Regions from separate parts of the Zea mays genome. Here region 2 is linked to region 1. A link is a contact called in public Hi-C data. All regions are on one chromosome and are shown on one strand. The core of a region is the stretch at or near the end of the contact, and the rest is flanking DNA. Distances in the headings are between cores, read along the strand shown.

Region 1 (5,291 bases), core at 1,611-4,110:
TAAAAGAATTCTTTTAGCAGTCACCATGACTGCAGCGTCCAGCCTGGCTCCATAGCCCTCGACGCCTTCATGGTCCGTGATCTTTTTGGGTAGCACGTATAGGTAATCATCTCGAAAGATGTAGACCTCATAGTGATAGACATTTCAAATGTGGCCTAAAGCACGGTCTCTAGGCTACTAAATTCTATAAAGAATTTAGTGCAGTCATTGCTTAGGACTCCATCACCCTATGCTTTTACCCAAAAACTGTAACCTTATTTTGCATGTATACCATGCAGTTTCGACTTATTAAAGTGCTATGTTATTCATGCAAACATAAAAGAATGCAAAAACATAAGTAAGTCGAAAATATGTGAATTATAAATGTAAAAAAAATATAATTCACTAACAAGTCTGCATTTTTTATACTAAAAACAGACAAGTATGTACAATTACATATATAATAAGCAATCTAAATATTTAAATTTAGATACTCAACACTGTTGAAAACAGTAATTTAAATGAACACAATGTTCGTCTGATTATAATTGCAGAAAATCAGAAAAAATGGTAAAGGATTCAGCCCAACCGCAGGTAGCCCATTCAGGCCGATTCCAGCCAGGCAGTTGGCTAGGCAACCTCCTCAACCGGCCCACTAGACGACCCAGACATCTAGAGGAGTGCTGGCAGTTAGGGTTGCAACCACTCCATCTCCTGGCGGCGGCCGGCCGTCCTGGTGCAGCAGGCAGGGCGCGATGCCCAGGTACGGGCTTCGCGGCGGCTCGGCGCGGTCTCAACAGCGCGAACACGTGGGCACGACCTATGCGGCCACTGAGCGGGTGCGCGGCCCCGACGTCGGTGCCATGGTGCGGCCCTCTGGTGGCGCGGGCACGCGGCCCCAGCCCCAACCTCGGCGCGTGGGCACGACGGCACTGGCCCCGGCGGCTCGCGTCGTGGGCGCGGCCCTGGCGGTTGGTGACCCCCGTCTCTGGCGAGCGCAGCCTTAGTCGCGGCCATCCCGGCGAGGCGGCCGAGCCCCACCGGTGCGTCGCGGGCGCGGGCCAAGCAGCGCGTAGGCCCCCAGACGGCGGCCTCGGCGTAGCGCGTGCAGGGCACCCCGGCAGCGCAGGCGCGGCGGCCTGCCATGGCACACGGCGTGTGCGGCTGCCCGGCCGAGGCGCGGGCGCGGCGGCCCGGCCATGGCGCGCGGCTGCCCGGCGAGCTGCGGCCTGCCCCGGCGCATGAGCACTTGGTCCCGGCGGCCCTGGCTGCTCGGCGCACGCGGGCAGGCCCCCGATGGCACGGCACAGCGCGGGCGCAGGCTCCTATTCGCGCGGGCGGGCACACAGCCCCAGCACCATGGCACTGGCATGGGTCCCACTGTGTGCGTCGTCGGCACGGCGACCGAGCGTGGGCGCAGAGGCCACAAGCAGCACTACACATACATCATCAGTGCTACAACGTATTTTGTAGAAGTCAAAAAGGAATTGGATACTTCGCACGTACTGTTTCTGGACATCGAAGCCACTCCTTTCCATCTTGCTAGCGGCAACTTGTTCCTCTTTTTTTTCTCTGATTTGTTTCTCTGATCTCGCGAGTCGTGCTGATAACGTGTTGAAGCGCAGTGAAAAACGAGAAGCGAGAGAATGACAAATGACAGTCGTATATCTTTATTGCAGCGAGAACTCTGTTTATATACGGGTGAAGGGGTGCGTTCTCAAGAGGGTGTCCCTTGGGAATTATCTGTCGCACTCCTTGAATTGATCACAAAATACAATATTTTGTAACACAAACAATGGCCTATCTCTCTCTGACTCCCATCAGCTCGTCGAGCCTAGTGACGGCCCCACGTCTTGATCTGAGAACCGTACGGAATGATACTCGCCGCCAAAAGAAAATTGCGAAACCATAGATAGGATGGCCGTAACTTCAGCAATCTGTCTCTCCCACACAGAAAGATGGAGACGTGCAAAATAAATAGGAATCCGGAGATACTTTGCTCAGCTCGCGTATCACGCGGGAACAATAGAAAGTTGGGCTTCGCAATCATTCATGGCATCGGTTTCTTAAGCCCTCCCTTGTTCCAATCGCCCGGGGCAACACTGTACTGCTAGCAGTACACATCAGTTTGTTATTAGGGGTTCCTCAATCCTCATCCATTAGGATATTTTCCTGACAAAAAAGAAAAAGAAAAGAATGGGCACTTGCACTGGAAACTAGTTTCAGTTCTGCATCGAGCCGCCAAGCATCGACCTTGTCTTTTGCAGGGGCCAGTGCTTGTGCTTGTCGACCAATAGTGAAACTGGATTCGTTAAACAAATCTTGAGCATATATATTGAATGTGTCGGATCTGTTTAGAGACGCCGGGACCGTCCCAAATCTGCCTGCAGGAGGCATTCGGGAACATTGGGGCTGTACCGGACATCTTGAAATCCTTGTTGTATAGTTTTCTTTTTGAGAGAGCAGCCGGAAGAAGATACACCACGTGATCACACCACACTACTAAGTCAAGTTACACTTGAGCCTTCTCACTGCTGAAGTTTAGCACTTACCTCCGGACCGCGGCCGATGTCAACAACCTATAATAGGCCATAGCTTGGAGTCGGGAGTCGGGACTCGGCTTTCCACACGTTGCCACTGAGCCACTGAGGACGACGACACGGGCGGTCAAAAGCCACCGCGGCAGGCACGGCCAGCCACGCACGCAGACCGCATCATCAGCCATGGCCCAACGCCCAAGCGCCGCAGACCGGACGTCATTCCCTGACGCGTCCCCGTCCAATCCGGCGCCGGCGCCAGCAAAATCAACGCGTCGGCGGCTATCGGCCAATTGCCAATTCCTCCCGCCGAACGCTGAGACCCTGACACGGTGGCCCACCATCGCAGCAGGGCACCCCTGCCTCCTCCTCCTCCACTCACCAGCCCAACCGCGTGCGACGTCCGTTATCCGATCTGGTGGGTGCGTGTCCTCGTTTGACCGTTGAAGAGCCCTGCCCGCCGTCGGATCCGAACAGCTTCCCTTCCATCAGATTCAGAGCGCCGTCCGCAGCCGACTAGCAACAGTGGCCGTCCCGCTCACTTTCTCGCTACCTTCCTCAGCCGGAGTCGTGGGCAGAGCAGAGCGATCGAGGCCTGCTTCAGCAGTTCAGCTGCAGCCGCCGCCCGCCCGTCCCCCAGTCCCCACCTTCTTTTATAAATCCCACGCCTGCGCTTCCTCTTTTGACGAATCGGTCGCGAGGGGAGAAAGATAGGAGTCAATTAATTTGCCTGTTCTGCTTGCTGCTGACCTTGTGAGTGAGCCGCCGGTCTTCCCCTTCCTCGCCGAGGGGAAATAATAAGGCAGCCACAGCCAGGGCCGCCCCGAGGAAGAAGATGAGCGGAGGAGGCGTGGACGGAGCTCCGGTCGCCGAGTTCCGGCAGACGGTGACGCACGGCGGCCGGTTCCTGCAGTACAACATCTTCGGCAACCTGTTCGAGATCACGCACAAGTACCAGCCCCCCATCATGCCCATCGGCCGCGGCGCCTACGGGATCGTCTGGTACGTTCTCGCGAACTGCAGGCTCTCGGCTGCTTGGGCCGCCGTGTGGCTGATTTTTCTCGCGAACTGCAGCAGATGGTTGCCAGGTGTTAGGGTTTTTTTTTTACTAGCTATTCGTTCATAGGGATGATGGATGGGCATGGATTGATTGGTTGGACCTGGACCACCGTACCGATAGGCTCTTAATTTGATCCTGCACAGCGCGTAATATATAGATAGCAGTTGATTATAGTTCTGAAGAAGAAGAAGAAAATAATGATCTGTACTGTGCTACGGACGGACGCGCGCAGCTCGGTGATGAACTCCGAGACGAAGGAGATGGTGGCCATCAAGAAGATCGCCAACGCCTTCGACAACCACATGGACGCCAAGCGCACGCTCCGGGAGATCAAGCTGCTGAGGCACCTCGACCACGAGAACGTATGTCAAAACAGAGCATATCTATATAAAATAGTTGTTGGATGATCTGACGCCGATTGCTGCTGCTCCGATTTGGACCAACAATTAAAACAGATCATCGGCATCAGGGACGTGATCCCGCCGCCCGTCCCGCAGGCGTTCAACGACGTGTACATCGGGACGGAGCTGATGGACACGGACCTGCACCACATCATCCGGTCCAACCAGGAGCTCTCGGAGGAGCACTCCCAGTACTTCATGTACCAGATCCTCCGCGGGCTCAAGTACATCCACTCCGCCAACGTGATCCACCGCGACCTCAAGCCCAGCAACCTGCTGGTGAACGCCAACTGCGACCTCAAGATCTGCGACTTCGGGCTGGCGCGCCCGTCCTCCGAGAGCGACATGATGACGGAGTACGTGGTCACGCGCTGGTACCGCGCGCCCGAGCTGCTGCTCAACTCCACCGACTACTCGGCGGCCATCGACGTCTGGTCCGTCGGCTGCATCTTCATGGAGCTCATCAACCGCCAGCCGCTCTTCCCCGGACGCGACCACATGCACCAGATGCGCCTCATAACCGAGGCACGAGCACGACGCACGCACCACATCCTTCCTATAATTCAATTCCTTCTTCTTCTGCTGCTGCTGATGAACATCGCCGGCACGCGGCAGGTGATCGGGACGCCCACGGACGATGAGCTCGGGTTCATCCGGAACGAGGACGCGCGGAAGTACATGCGCCACCTCCCGCAGTTCCCGCGCCGGCCGTTCGTCAGCCTGTTCCCGCGGATGCAGCCCGTCGCGCTGGACCTCATCGAGCGGATGCTCACCTTCAACCCGCTGCAGAGGATCACAGGTCAGTCGGCGCGGGCCTACTACAGCTTAGCCTGTTCTTTTTCCTCCCTAGCTTCTTCTCTCCATGTGCAACTTGCAACTGGGTGGCTGCTGAATCCTGAACTCCGCCGCACGTGTTCTTTAGTTGGCGTCGGTAGTCACTGTGGTACTAGCATGTGGGGGCATGCACTCGCGATGCAGTGTATAGTGCGTAGTATGTAGGCAAGGCAACGCAGCTGACAACATGTCGCATTTCCAGAGAGAGAGGGGGGGGCATGCGTTTGGTTTGTCCGCGCAATTTTGGGTGTTGGACTGGCCTGGTAAGGACTCAGGAGCATATGCAATCTTCTTTGTCTGAACTAGAAACTTTCACGCGCCAACAAAACGGAACGATTTGGTAGTCCTCTCCTCTTCGTTGAATTCATTCAGAGTTAGAGACCATAACAGAAAACAGGGCGTCAGTTCTGTGATTCTAGTTAGCTGCTGTTTAAAATTAGTTGGAGATATAGGCTATTAGCTGTTTTTAGGTAGAGACAT
Region 2 (5,967 bases), core at 2,063-4,562, 160 kb before region 1:
AAAGTTTTTTAGTTTAGTCCGTTTCACAACAATCCGCCCTCAAAGAGCCAATTTAAAAGCGAACATCGGATGTTTGAATGCCAATTACGAGTATTAAATATTATTCTAATTATGAAACTAATTATACAAATGAAGACTAAATAATGAAACTAATTTAATAATCCTAATTAATCCATGATTGGCAAATGTTTACTGTAGATCACATGAGTGAATCATGAACTAATTAGGCTTAACAAGTTTGTCTTGTCGTTTAGTCCTCACATGTGTAATTAGTTTTGTAATTACACTATATTTAATACTTCTAACTAACATCCAAACATCCGTGACGGGACTAAAATTTAGCCACCTGCATTCAAACACCACCTTATATGTATCACACAAAGTCATGCTTTGATGTATCATAGTTTTCAAGCTTTGCTTTTCGAGTCAGGGTGAAATGATTTTAACACAGGCAGTTCTATTTGTGTACCTAACTACCTATTTGTCCAAGAATAAACAAACTAACAAAATGACCCACAAGAAAGAGTACCATTTTCTGTTGTCAAATAGAAAAAATAGCTAGCATCTACGTTGTCAAATAGAATATGTTCTTTTGATGCTCATATGATAGAAAAGGGAAATGTACAAGCTTAAATTCACAATTCTGTATGCCACAAGTTTCTAAGAAACAAAATCCAGTGCAAGTAGAAGATAGAAATAATCGTTACTTCTTGCCAATGCAAAGTGGACTGTACAGTAACATGATGCTAGTACTAGTCAACAATAATTAATATGTTTGCTTGGAACATGTTAAGCTACCGTAGACATATAAACAAATTAAGTGGAATATGTTTGCTCACTAGTACAAAAAAACAATAAGGCATTAAGCAATTTATCCAACAACTAAGCGTAGGACATATAAAAGAGCCAAATTGATCCAGATCCTCAATTGACTACTGCAGCATTCCACCTTCCATATGTTGCAAGATTATTCACTGTTTGTTGATGATGTGACACTCTTGATCTCTAGACCCTGGTTTTGTTAAAATGAAAATAGCCAGCCCTTGCTATTGCAAAAGAAATTCCATTGGCCCACCACAGTAGGCCCATGAGATGACTTGTCAATCCTATAGTGCAGTCAGTACTTGTCACATTATGTGTGTACCACAGGGTAGCAATGCTCAGGCTACCCAGAGTGCAAACATACTGCAACACCCCACCCACCAAGCTCCCAATTCACAGCAGATTGCCCAGCAAACTACTCACTGCAGCTCAGGGGCAGATCCAGGATCCGATCACGGCCTGGGCCGGTCTATTGGATATAATATTCTTCCAATATACTCTAGTGTAAAACAATAAATGTGACTAGAGACATATGGATCATGCCCCGGGCCACGGACCGGGTGGCCCGGGGCTTGTATCCGCCCCTGCTGCAGCTGAGACAGGCGGTCTGGCATAATATGGATCAGTGTATACCTAAGATGCTATGGAGCTGTACTAGGTGAGACATGACATCTCTCAGGCCTGCCACAGTGGGAGAGGGGACTATTTTGAAAATTCAAGCAGGGGGAACCATTTCCGTCCAAATATGTGACGAGAGAGTCAGATGAATCAAATTAGTCCCTGTTGTACCTATAAAGCATTCCCATGCATACATAAACGTATAATATAATCAAGATTGAGCATGTCTACCACACCAATCGATTGATGCACCAAGACAGTTACATTCACCATTGAGAACCTTGTTTCACTAAAGGAACACCGATATTCCACATAATTGTTTGCTATAGAGATTAAATCAGATCAACATCATTCTATATATAGGTTGGTGTCAAGTTGATGTTTGAACTGTGGTCAATTTTAAAAGTACCCAATAAAACCATAATCCTTTTTTTGCAGCAGCAATTGCAATATACACAAGTTAACAATCCATGATACTGCTATCTAGTAGAAGTTATGAAACCAGCAACCGAGTATATGACCAATTTAATAAAATCAAATTAGTTTCTTCTTAGTATATAATGATTGCAGCTCTCCTGTTTGATGCGAGAGAAAAATCAAATCAAATTAGCTTTACCATTTGCAGCGCGTACCTTCATAGCAGCACTTACGGAGCAGGGCACTGACCACCTGACGAGTAGAGTCATCATTCTCCACCAGCAAGACTCTCAGTGTCTTCACAGGTAGGAACCTCTCCCAGTGAATGCTTTGTCTTTGTTCCTCCTTATGCTCATCCACCTGCTGCATGCCTGGCGGTGGCGCACTGTGCCCGTTGTTGGCCAAGTCCTCTTCCTTTTCCCTCCATTCATCTGCGTCAGCTTCAGCCTGATGGTGGCCATTCTCTAAGGCGGCATTCCCTATCCCTAACACATCCTTGCGGGAAGGCCCGTCTGTGCCAGCTTGGCAAGCACTGCCCATTATTAGCCCGATTCGAAGAAAGAGAGAGCACTGAGGTGGTTTGTGCAACTAGAGGGAGTCCACGGATGGTTGAGCACATCCTATGTCAGCATAAAAAATGCATATGCTGAATCCAACTGCGAATCTGCAGGGAAAACACACAGGAATCAAACACCGATCTGTCATGAGCATAACAGATGCTCAGAATAAGCTACTCCATTCTGCAGTATCGGTGAGAGCGAGAGAGGACTAATTGTAGCGAGGCTCACTTGTCGCCGGGCTGGAAGAAATTATTCTTAAGCCATGTGCTCCGCGACGCCCAAAACCAGTTGCTCCCGACTCCTGCGAAACATTAAAACAGCTCATATGATAAGGATCGTGTACGAAGTTCCCCGCATACAAAACCGACAATAGAGATTTGAGGCAGTACGAGACAAAGGATTTGGTATGCTTAGAGAAAGGAAATCAGAAACCACCGTCTCCCTTGAGAATCCAACTGATCCGCAGGTCCGAGCTAAATATAGAGCAAAAGGATAAGTAGACCTCGTCAGAGCAAAACTTTAGAAGGAAAAAGGCTGTGAAGCAAACAAACATCGCAATTCCAACTTGCCTCCACCCAAGGTAACAGCAGCGCCTGCGAGCCGGTCCACTCTTGGAAACGGACGTCTCGAGATCCCCTGGGGGCGACCCTCACGAACTCTGCCGCAGAAACAACACAGAAAAAGGCAGCTAAATGAATTAAAAAAATATGAAAAAAGAGTTGAATTCACGAGCTAGCTCCCGTAGCCGCAGCAGAGGGCGCGGTGCGCACCTAAGCGTGGGTGTTACGATGACGAGGAGGAGTTGAGGCCGCGAGAGTTCCGAACCAAATGGCGGGGACAGGAGAGACGATGCACTGTTGTGAGGGTTCGGAGCCAAATGGCGGGGAGAGGAGAGGAGAGGACAGGAGTGGGAGGGAGGAGGGCCGCGGAGGATGCGATAGATAACCAGGGGGGAGGGGAAGCGCTCGCCGTGACGTGGAGCAAGTGGAGGTGGGCAGGGAGTGGGGCGGGCCCCACGCCGTGTCCGAGATCCGACGAGATCTAAAGCCGCGTGCTCCCTGGGCTCGCCCCGAATCCTCAGATCGACAGGGGCCCACGTGGAGCGGCGCGCGCGGGCCCGTCGTGGCTACGTCACTGGCCGGTGGGGTCTGAGGTGTCGCATGGACCCGCACGTCGGTGGACTGGGGTGGGCTTGGGGAGCCGGTGTGCGGCCGGGGAGTGCTGGGGCCCGCGGTTCGGAGGGAAAGATCATCACGGCCTTGGCTTAACGGCGTTTGAGCGGGGCCTGGAGAGCGATTTGCGAAGCAGGGCACTCCCCCGTCTCGCTGGGCTAGCGTTGCCTTTTGTTTCCGGGAGTGGGAGAGGCCGAATTTTTTGTATTTTAGCCCTTAAACAGAAGTAAATTCACGTTTAGATCTAAAAAAATTTTAAATGCAGTTTTGGACCCTTAGCTCGGCGCCATAGGTTGTGGCGCCGAGCTAACACAGCTCGGCGCCACAGCCTATGGCGCCGAGCTGTGACGTGGCCGCAACGGCTAGCTGCGTCCAGGGCTGACCTGGCTCTGACGTGGCGGCGGCGCGGCCTCGTAGCTCGGCGCCACAGATCTTGGCGCCGAGCTACAAATTCCTATAAAAACGCCCGCGCGGCTGGCCGAGAGCAGCTCATTTCATCCCATTTCCAAACTTCGTAAAAATTTCCTGGATTCAAAGATTTGAGTTGGTTCACTTCGTAGACCAAGGTATGATTTCCAACTGATTCCTTTTGTATATTAGGTTGTTAGTTTAATAATTTGTATACACCTATTATATTATCATTTCGATTATTAGTTTGTGTAAACTTATTATAAAGCATAATAGGTACAAGTGATAATTATAATCGTTTATTAGATGAAAGACATGTACCGAGAGGCGTTGTGGCAGAAGAGAGGTCGTCCTCGGGAGTTATATCCGGACGTATCTAGTAAGGATGCTCCTGTTCCTCCTGAACTCCCCGTGCCTAACTGTGACTGTGGCAGACTGGCTTGGGTACATCAATCACAACATCCAGACACGGCTGCTCGCTGCTACTACCTTTGTGGCACTTTGGACGTACGTAGCTTATGACTTGTCACTTAATTTTGTTCGCGTTCATTATTTTGTAGATATGTAATAGTGCATCTTTCCATTATTTTAGGGACATCAGAGGTGTTTCTTTTTCCAGTGGATCGATGGTCCTGATAAATTTGACCCTCGATATCTTCTTTTCGTTAATTGGTTGAGTGGAAGGACCAGTCATGAGCGTTTTAAGCGTTGGGTACCTCCTCCCCCGAATCCTCCACCAATGACGGATGCGGAGAAGGAGGTAGCAACAGAAAGACGGATGGACTCACCGCCTCGATGCGATTGTGGAGACCGTGCTGTCATCGACGAAGACTATGACAAGCAGTTCTGTTGTCCGAACATTGATTATGTGAGCCCATTGATATGCTAAATGTATGAACTAGTTTTTATTTACAATAAATTACTAATTTTTTCTCTTGCAGCCATACGGGTGGCGTAAGTGTCGTTTCAGAGAGTGGTTGTATGGTCCTTTGTCCCATTGGCCAGAGCCAGAGGTAAAGGAAAAGAGATACATGGGGTGGGCGGCAGAAGAGGTCAAATTTGATCCAGTACTCTGCAAATGTGGTATTGAAGCTAAGTATGGATTAGTTCCTTCGGAGCTTGGTGTTGGATATTTTTGTGGACATATGGTCGATTACGATGAGGTTGGTATTTTTTTTGCACCAGATGTAATGTTATAGCGGTACTTACTATATTTTTTGTAGGAGACGAGGAAATGCAGTTGGGAGAGTTACGACGACAAAGGAGAGGTGATGCGCACAATAGAGTCGAAGAGAATAATGGGACAGAAGATGCGTTGTGGATCTCGGCTCGTTGATTCGTACATTAACGATCGCATACGCGACATGCGTAGGGAAGCAAAATCTGCCTTTTATGATAGCCCGAAGCGTGCAGAGTATAGGAGGTTGAAGGCGGCAGATGAGAAGAGAGCACAGGATGCAAGGGAATGGGAAGCGGCTCAAGCCGAGAAACAGATGTTGGATAATCTTGCTGATCGCCTCAAGGGAAGTAAGTGAGATAAATGATATTATAATTATGTTAGTACAATTTATTTATCCTGACTTTGCTAACTTAATTTTCTCATTATATTTGCAGAGATTGGAAGCGGCGTAAACTATTTGGCCGATGAGGCGCATGCGAGATATGTTCAGGATAAAATGGCAACGGTTGAGCTGATGGAGGAGGAGGACGACGACACATCTAGATTGAGTGAGCTTATCGCCCTCGCAGAGGCAGGATTACATGAAGAAGAGGAGGACGACATGTCAAGGTTGAGTGAGCTCATAGCACTAGCTGAGGCTGGATTACGTGCTCAAGAGGAAGAGGATGAGTTTATGTCACAGGCCGCCGCAGAGGTAGAGGCAGCTTATTACAAGAAGAAGTCTGATGAGGCTGAGGTTGAGGATGAGCTATTCTCCCAAGCTGCAGATGAAGCAGAAGCCAATTATTAC

What was found. Hi-C and Micro-C count contacts between places; a contact is called where the count stands out from the background.
Region 2: a Hi-C map of ear shows a contact between it and region 1, with 2.7 times the contacts expected there. The contact joins the promoter of LOC100280240 here to the promoter of LOC103640360 in region 1. A contact is called at or near these places in 4 of 25 Hi-C or Micro-C datasets (bundle sheath, ear, leaf and 1 more).

Annotation. Positions count from the first base shown.
Region 1 is chr9:144,514,579-144,519,869 of Zm-B73-REFERENCE-NAM-5.0, reverse strand. It overlaps LOC103640360 (translation initiation factor IF-2), which reads right to left and starts at 2,860. Exons shown (of 2, transcript XM_008662957.2): 1 at 2,615-2,860; 2 at 367-1,304. The coding sequence starts at 2,860. The coding sequence ends at 522. It overlaps LOC103639280, which reads left to right and starts at 3,214. Exons shown (of 6, transcript NM_001301617.1): 1 at 3,214-3,518; 2 at 3,809-3,938; 3 at 4,032-4,502; 4 at 4,593-4,776. The coding sequence starts at 3,352.
Region 2 is chr9:144,678,434-144,684,400 of Zm-B73-REFERENCE-NAM-5.0, reverse strand. LOC100280240 (PseuodARR-B transcription factor) reads right to left here and starts at 3,312. Exons shown (of 12, transcript NM_001153169.2): 1 at 3,188-3,312; 2 at 2,987-3,075; 3 at 2,807-2,890; 4 at 2,646-2,718; 5 at 2,073-2,521. The coding sequence starts at 2,397.